Regions from separate parts of the Sus scrofa genome. Here region 1 is linked to region 2. A link is a contact called in public HiChIP or PLAC-seq data. All regions are on one chromosome and are shown on one strand. The core of a region is the stretch at or near the end of the contact, and the rest is flanking DNA. Distances in the headings are between cores, read along the strand shown.

The links. HiChIP or PLAC-seq counts read pairs in DNA pulled down with a chosen protein or histone mark.
Region 1: a contact with region 2 is called in an H3K27ac HiChIP or PLAC-seq map of alveolar macrophages. The contact joins two enhancer-like sites. A contact is called at or near these places in 1 of 5 promoter capture datasets (fetal liver), 1 of 47 Hi-C or Micro-C datasets (embryonic fibroblasts) and 1 of 2 datasets of contacts at active chromatin or transcription factors (alveolar macrophages).

The regions. Positions count from the first base shown.
Region 1 is chr1:7,663,717-7,666,973 of Sscrofa11.1, reverse strand. No RefSeq gene overlaps it. Among named protein-coding and RNA genes, the nearest start is that of WTAP, 14 kb to the right of the region's middle. Within about 2 kb of position 1,438, at least 15 of the 83 cell types and tissues checked have an H3K27ac peak or open chromatin away from gene starts, as enhancers often do. A contact at or near this core is called in alveolar macrophages and fetal liver, where this site is marked.
Region 2 is chr1:7,418,717-7,421,831 of Sscrofa11.1, reverse strand. It overlaps IGF2R (insulin like growth factor 2 receptor), which reads left to right. Exons shown (of 48, transcript NM_001244473.1): 13 at 1,293-1,436. Among named protein-coding and RNA genes, the nearest start is that of IGF2R, 52 kb to the left of the region's middle. Within about 2 kb of position 1,626, at least 31 of the 83 cell types and tissues checked have an H3K27ac peak or open chromatin away from gene starts, as enhancers often do. A contact at or near this core is called in alveolar macrophages and fetal liver, where this site is marked.

The DNA.
Region 1 (3,257 bases), core at 189-2,688, 250 kb before region 2:
TCCACTTTGACAGGGACCTCTTTCCAGCCTCTTGAGAGAGACCACGAGGGAAGACGGCATAAGAAAAGGAAGGTATATGTATGTATGACTGGGTCGCTTTGCTGTACCGCAGACGTTGGCACCGCACGGTGCATCAATCACATTTTAATAAAATAAAAAAGTGTCCGCTTTAAACAACTGCCAGGCAAGACAATGGTCGTCAAGACCCCCACGAACCCCACCTCGCCCCCACCCACCATACCAGACCCTCCACATTCCCCCAGCTCAATCCCTGGAGAAGTCAGAAGCCACAGGGAGCTGCTAAGAAAGGAAGCACGGAACAGAGTGAGGCTGCTGGGCAGCACAGGCACATCTACTCAGTGTTCTGTGCTCATTTATATGGGAACGGACATGCGCACAGGTAAAAGTGAGTCACTCTGCTCTACAGCAGAAATTAACACAATATTGTAAATCAACTATACTTCAATGCATTTTTTTCAAGATAATAATAATAATAATAAAAGACCAACCAGAGAAACAACAGCAACAAGCTTCCTGGCGCTTTCTCCCAATGCAGGCTACTGGCTTCCTACAGGCTTGTGCTGAAGGAAAAGTCTCAAATCTTTCATTCTTTTTTAATTTTTTTTTTTTTTTTAGTGGCCACACCTGGCATATGGAAGTTCTCAAGTCAGGGGCCAGGGATTGAATCTAAGCTGCAGCTGCGGCAACACCAGATCAAGCCACTGAGCCGGGCCAGAGATCGAACCCACACCTCAGCAGGGACCGGAGTCACTGCAGTCAGATTCTTAACCCACTGCATCATGGTAAGAACTCCAAGAACTCCTAGCTTTAGATTAGAGTTTTATGACATAGGACGGGGCATGAAAGACTGTGCCTGTGTTCTGACTTCAAGAGACTATATGACTTTTTATTACCTAAGAATTAAAAAGAAGAGAAGTCATGGGGCCAGCCTTTGGCCCAGCGGTGAAGAAAAAATAAGCCCAGCAGGCCAGTGTAATGACACAGCTGGGGACAAGAAGGAAGTCACTTTATGACAACATCCTATGAGTCACGGTTGCTCAATGTGATGGCAACACATCAATGTTACACCTACCAGAAATTCTCCCAGATTTCCAGAACTAATGTGGATTTTTTCCCCCATGGGTCTGTCCCCTGAGTCCTTTCGGTGGAGATTTTGGAGGAGAACCTTGGCTGATGCCACCTTCTTGCCTAGGAACGCCTGGTCCCCAGTCAGCCCAGACGTGACTTTGACACTTAAAAAGAAGTACACAAAGTCACAATTTAGATGCTTTTACACATATGATGGCTTCCTGAGTTGTTTTCAAGTGCTTCTTGAAATTCCTTTAGAAGAGTTTCAATAAGAGTAGCACCAGCTGCTCCTACAGATAAACTCCCGCCTCTGCAGGGTTTACATTACCCAGTCTGCATGTTCCCCGCCTTCCTCTCTATCAGCTGGCAGGTGGGAATGGGCAAGACTGTAACGTGCCCAGCCTGGAAACACCCACATGCCCTCTGCCCACTTACCATTTTCTGGAACTCACTGCCATGGCCACGTCTGACTATAAGAGAAGCAGGACCATGTACTTACCTTTGTGACAAGGAAGAGGAGGAAATGGGCTTAGTATTTCACAGGTGTCTATCATATGCAAAAAAAATCCATATATATTATATATACATATAAATGATGCTATAACTGGTGATGGTAATACATCCTAAGATATAAATGAATAGTCACAGGATACTAAGAAATATAATGGTAATTCTATTTGTCACTTTCTAAGGGATCTGGAAATGCAATCAATGCACACTCTTTTTTTGGCTGAACCCATGGAGGTTCTCAGGCCAGGGAATGGAACCGATGCCATGGCAGTGACAATGCTTGATCCTTAACCCACTGAGCCACCAGGGAACTCCTCAATGCACACTTTAGTCGAATGCCAAATGGCCAATTGTTATGATCAAGATTTGGTCAAAGACAAATAGCACTATCACCGCATGAGCTTTTGAAACTCAAGAACAAATCTGAAGGGTTTTTTGGGGTTTTTTTTTTCTTTTTGCCTTTTCTAGGGCTGCTCCCACAGCATATGGAGGTCCCCGGGTTAGGGTTCTAATTGGAGCTGTTGCCGCCGGCCTACACCAGGGCCACAGCAATGCAGCATCCAAGCCGCGTCTGCAACCTATACCACAGCTCATGCAACACCGGATCCTTAACCTGCTGAGTGAGCCCGGGGATCGAACCCACAACCTCATTGTTCCTAGTCTGAGCCAGGATGGGAACTCCATAAATCTGAAGTTTTATTCAAAATAAATAAAATTATTCTCTTATGAGAACTTTCCATAGTTGTTTGAATGTAAATTTAATTTTTTTTTTGTTTTGTTTGTTTTTGTCTTTTTTTTTTGCTATTTCTTTGGGCCACTCCTGTGGCATATGGAGGTTCCCAGGCTAGGGGTCTAATCGGAGCTGTAGCTGCCCGCCTACGCCAGAGCCACAGCAACTCGGGATCCGAGCCGCATCTGCAACCTACACCACAGCTCACGGCAACGCCGGATCGTTAACCCACTGAGCAAGCGCAGGGACCGAACCCGCAACCTCATGGTTCCTAGTCGGATTCGTTAACCACTGCGCCACGACGGGAACTCCTCCGTAAATTTAATTTTAAATACTTGATATTATAATTTCTTAGCCCATCAGCTGCTAGTTTACTGCTGAGGTCGTTGCTGTACTTTATAACAACTGTCATTGTTGACTGAAGTATAAGTGCTAAATCTCATACTATTTGGAGTTCCCGTCGTGGTTCAGTGGTTAACGAAACTGACTGGCATCCATGGGGACACGGGTTCGATCCTTGGCCTCACTCAGTGGGTAGGGATTTGGCGTGGCCGTGAGCTGTGGTGTAGGTTGTAGATGCGGCTCGGATCCCGCATTGCTGTGGCTCTGGCGTAGGCCAGTGGCAACAGCTCCGATTCGACCCCTAGCCTGGGAACCTCCATATGCTGCAAGTGTGGCCCTAGAAAAAGACAAAAAGGCCAAAAAAAAAAAAAAAAAAAAAAAAGAGTGGACTCTGAAATCAGCTTAACTTCATCCAAGTTGATTACCTCTTCTTTTTCTTTTCTTTAAAAAACGAAAGTACAGTTGATTTGCAATGCTATGTTAATCTCAGGTGTACAGCAAAGTGATTCAGTTACACACACACACACACACACACACACACACACACGTATGTACGTACTCTCAGATTCTTTTTCAGGTTCCTTTC
Region 2 (3,115 bases), core at 377-2,876:
GAGCGCCCGCAGGGGCCTGGCCCCAGCCGGTTCGGAGTGAATCAGAGCATCTGGAGTTCCTGCTGTGGCTCAGCTGGTTAAGAATCCAACTAGGGTCCATGAGGATGTTGGTTCGATCCCTGGCCTCTCTCAGTGGGTTAAGGATCCCGAGGTGCTGTGGCTGTGGGGTAGGCCGGCAGCTGCAGCTCCGATTCGACCCCTAGCCTGGGAACCTCCATATGCCGAGGGTGTGGCCCTAAGAAGAAAAAAAAAAAAATCTTCCCGTGGTTCATGTCCGCCTTCTGTCCCTGGATTCTGTGTACAAAGAACGGTAAGGAGAAGAGCGTACTGACTCAGGCGTAGCTGACGGGCGGACTTTGGAAGCTGCAGCGTTTCGGGTCGTGCACATGGCCGCAGCCCGAGACGGGCTAGCTGGAAGCAGAAGGAGCCACGTGGGAAAATGCTTCATCTTTTCACCTTGTATCCCGAGGAACCCTGGGAATAACCCACTGCCAGTGCTTGTGTAAAACGGATCCCAGTTTTTTAACAACCTCACTGCCTGGGATTGTTCTAGCATTATGGCCTCAGGCAGGTGGCTTTTGTGGCCTCGCGGGAGAGTGTTGGACCCCTTAGCCTTCTTTGCTGCAGCCGGCTTGCATCTCCGTTGACTGCAAACGCTGTAGCACGTTCATCACTGGAAACGTCCGTAGGAACAAGCTTGAGGGTGCTTGGGGTCGGTTACCAGCCTTAGAGAAGGAGGCGGGCCCAGGCTGGATTTGGGGAATTTGTCCCAGGATCCAGAAGTGGTGGTGGGTCTTTAAAAGCAGGCCCAGGCCTTTCCCTGCCTTGGTTAAGACGGACTTGGGACAGGATTTCAGAACTTTGTTGTGAAAGGTCAGCTGAGTCACTTAATTCACGGTCACTCGCTTGACTTGCTGATCAGTTGGTTCCTGCTTCCGTCGTCATGGGGCAAAGTCTAGCCCCTCGGTTTCAAAAGACCTATGTCTCGGGGGAACTGAAGGCCCCCAAAGTGGGGGAAGTGTTCTTTTCAGGAAGGGTGTGCCCTGCCTTTCTACGTCGCTCCTGCCTTTGCTTTGCAGGACACTGTGCATCCCTCTCACACTTGCCCACTAAGCCCCAAGGTGACCTTGGGGTCCTCCCCGTGGCCGCCCCCAACCAGGCTGGGTGGGCCGGGGAAGGGGCCCACCCACGGGAACTTGGCTGATTTTTTTGTTACTCATCATCTGTGTCATAATTTTTAATCATGCCTTCTGTTGGTTTTTTTTTTTTTTTTCTCTCTTCCTCTTTTCCAGATGAGTCTGGAAGTAAAAACCTGGGCAAATTTATTTCTTCTCCCACAAGAGAAAAAGGAAACATTCAGCTCTCCTACTCGGATGGCGATGAGTGTGGTGGTGGCAAGAGAATAAACACCAATATAACACTCATCTGCAAGCCAGGTGAAGACGAGGGAGGCGCGCGGTCTCTGCGTCCTTGGCGTCTCCGTTCCGCCAGGGTGACGAGGCCAGGAGAGGAGGCGCCAGAGCCCCCAGTGCTGGTCCCCACCCTGCCCCGCAGCCCGGAGATGGAGAAACCATGTGTTGTCTGAGGGGCTGGGGCTGTGATTTTCCAGATGAGTTATGCTCTCTGCACGGCTTCCTCTTCCTCGGCTGCCTGGCTTCCGGGGGGGGGGGGCATCACAGCGGATAGAACCCATGTCCCCGATGTCACTCCCCAAACCCAGTGCCTCTCTCGCTCACCTTTACTTCTAGGCTTAGCCCGTTTGTCAAGGTCAAAATCTCTCTTCATACATTTTTATGTTCGTCCTCGCGTGGTGTTTTGTGAATACTCTTGAGTTTCACAGTTATATTTATGTTGAGGGACTTCCTTGTTGATAATGGCCTGGTTTTACTATTTTTAAACCTTTTCCCTGCAGCTGGGTTAAGAGCCTGTTTCCATTGCAGGCGATCGGCAGTTATACAGCCTCCCTCCCTCCTGGTGGAATATTTTCTTTGGATGAATTCCCAGTTGTGGGAATAGGTCAACAAGGACTAGGAAAAAAAAATTTTTTTTTTTTTTTTTAAAGTTTTGAATGTTCCTTTAAAATGAAAATATCTGTAATATAAAATCTGCTGTTTGAAAGGAATTGTAGTGATAGACGCATGCCGTGAAAGGCACCATTTTACCCGCTTTGACCAGCAAGTTCAGCGGCATTAAGTGCATTTACATTGTACGTCGTAAGTGCAAGTACAACCCTTCCACCACCGGGACTTCGCCGCCCTCCCCGGCCGGAGCCCCGACCCCATGAAGCACGCATTCCCTGTTCCGCTTCCTGCCCCCACCCCCGGCGACCACCCCTGACCTTTCTGTCCCTCTGGGTTTAACCAGTCTAGGGACCTCATGATAAGTGGATTTTTACAGTATTTGTACCAAGGGAACAAATATTTTTAGAGCAAGGGAAGGTTTTTCTTTTTTTCCTTTGAAATACTTCATGGGAGTATAGTTGATGGGTGATGTTCTCTCCATTTTTTTCTGCACAGCAAAATGATTGTTCTCCGCGTTCTCTTCCATGTTCTTTTCCATCGCGGTTGATCGCAGGATGCAGACTCGAGTTCCCTGTGCTCTACAGTAGAACCTTCTTTTTATGTGCAGTAGTTTGCATCTGCTAATCCCCAGTTCCCGATCCTTCCCTCCCCTTGCCCCTCTCCCTCCCGCTTGACAATCGCAAGTCTGTTCTGTGTGTCTGTGAGTCTGTTTGTGTTTTAAGGATGAGTTCATTTGTTTCATGTTTGAGATTCCACATGTAAGTGATAGCACTTCGTACTTGTCTTTCTCTGAGTATGAGAGCACTTAGTGTGAGAGTCTCTAGGTCCATCCATCTTGCTGCCAGTGGCATCATTTCCTTCTTTTTCATGGCTGAGTACTATCCCCTTGTTTGTCTACACAGCATCTTTTTATCCGTTCACCTGTTGATGGACGCTTAGGTTACTTCCATGTCTGGGCTGTTGTGAATAGTGCTGCAGTGAACACGGGGGTGCATGTAGCTTTTTGAATTAGAGTTTTGTCTGGTATCTGCCAAGGAGTGGGATTGCTGGATCTAATGGCAACTCTCCTTTTTGTTTTTTGAGGAACTTCTGTG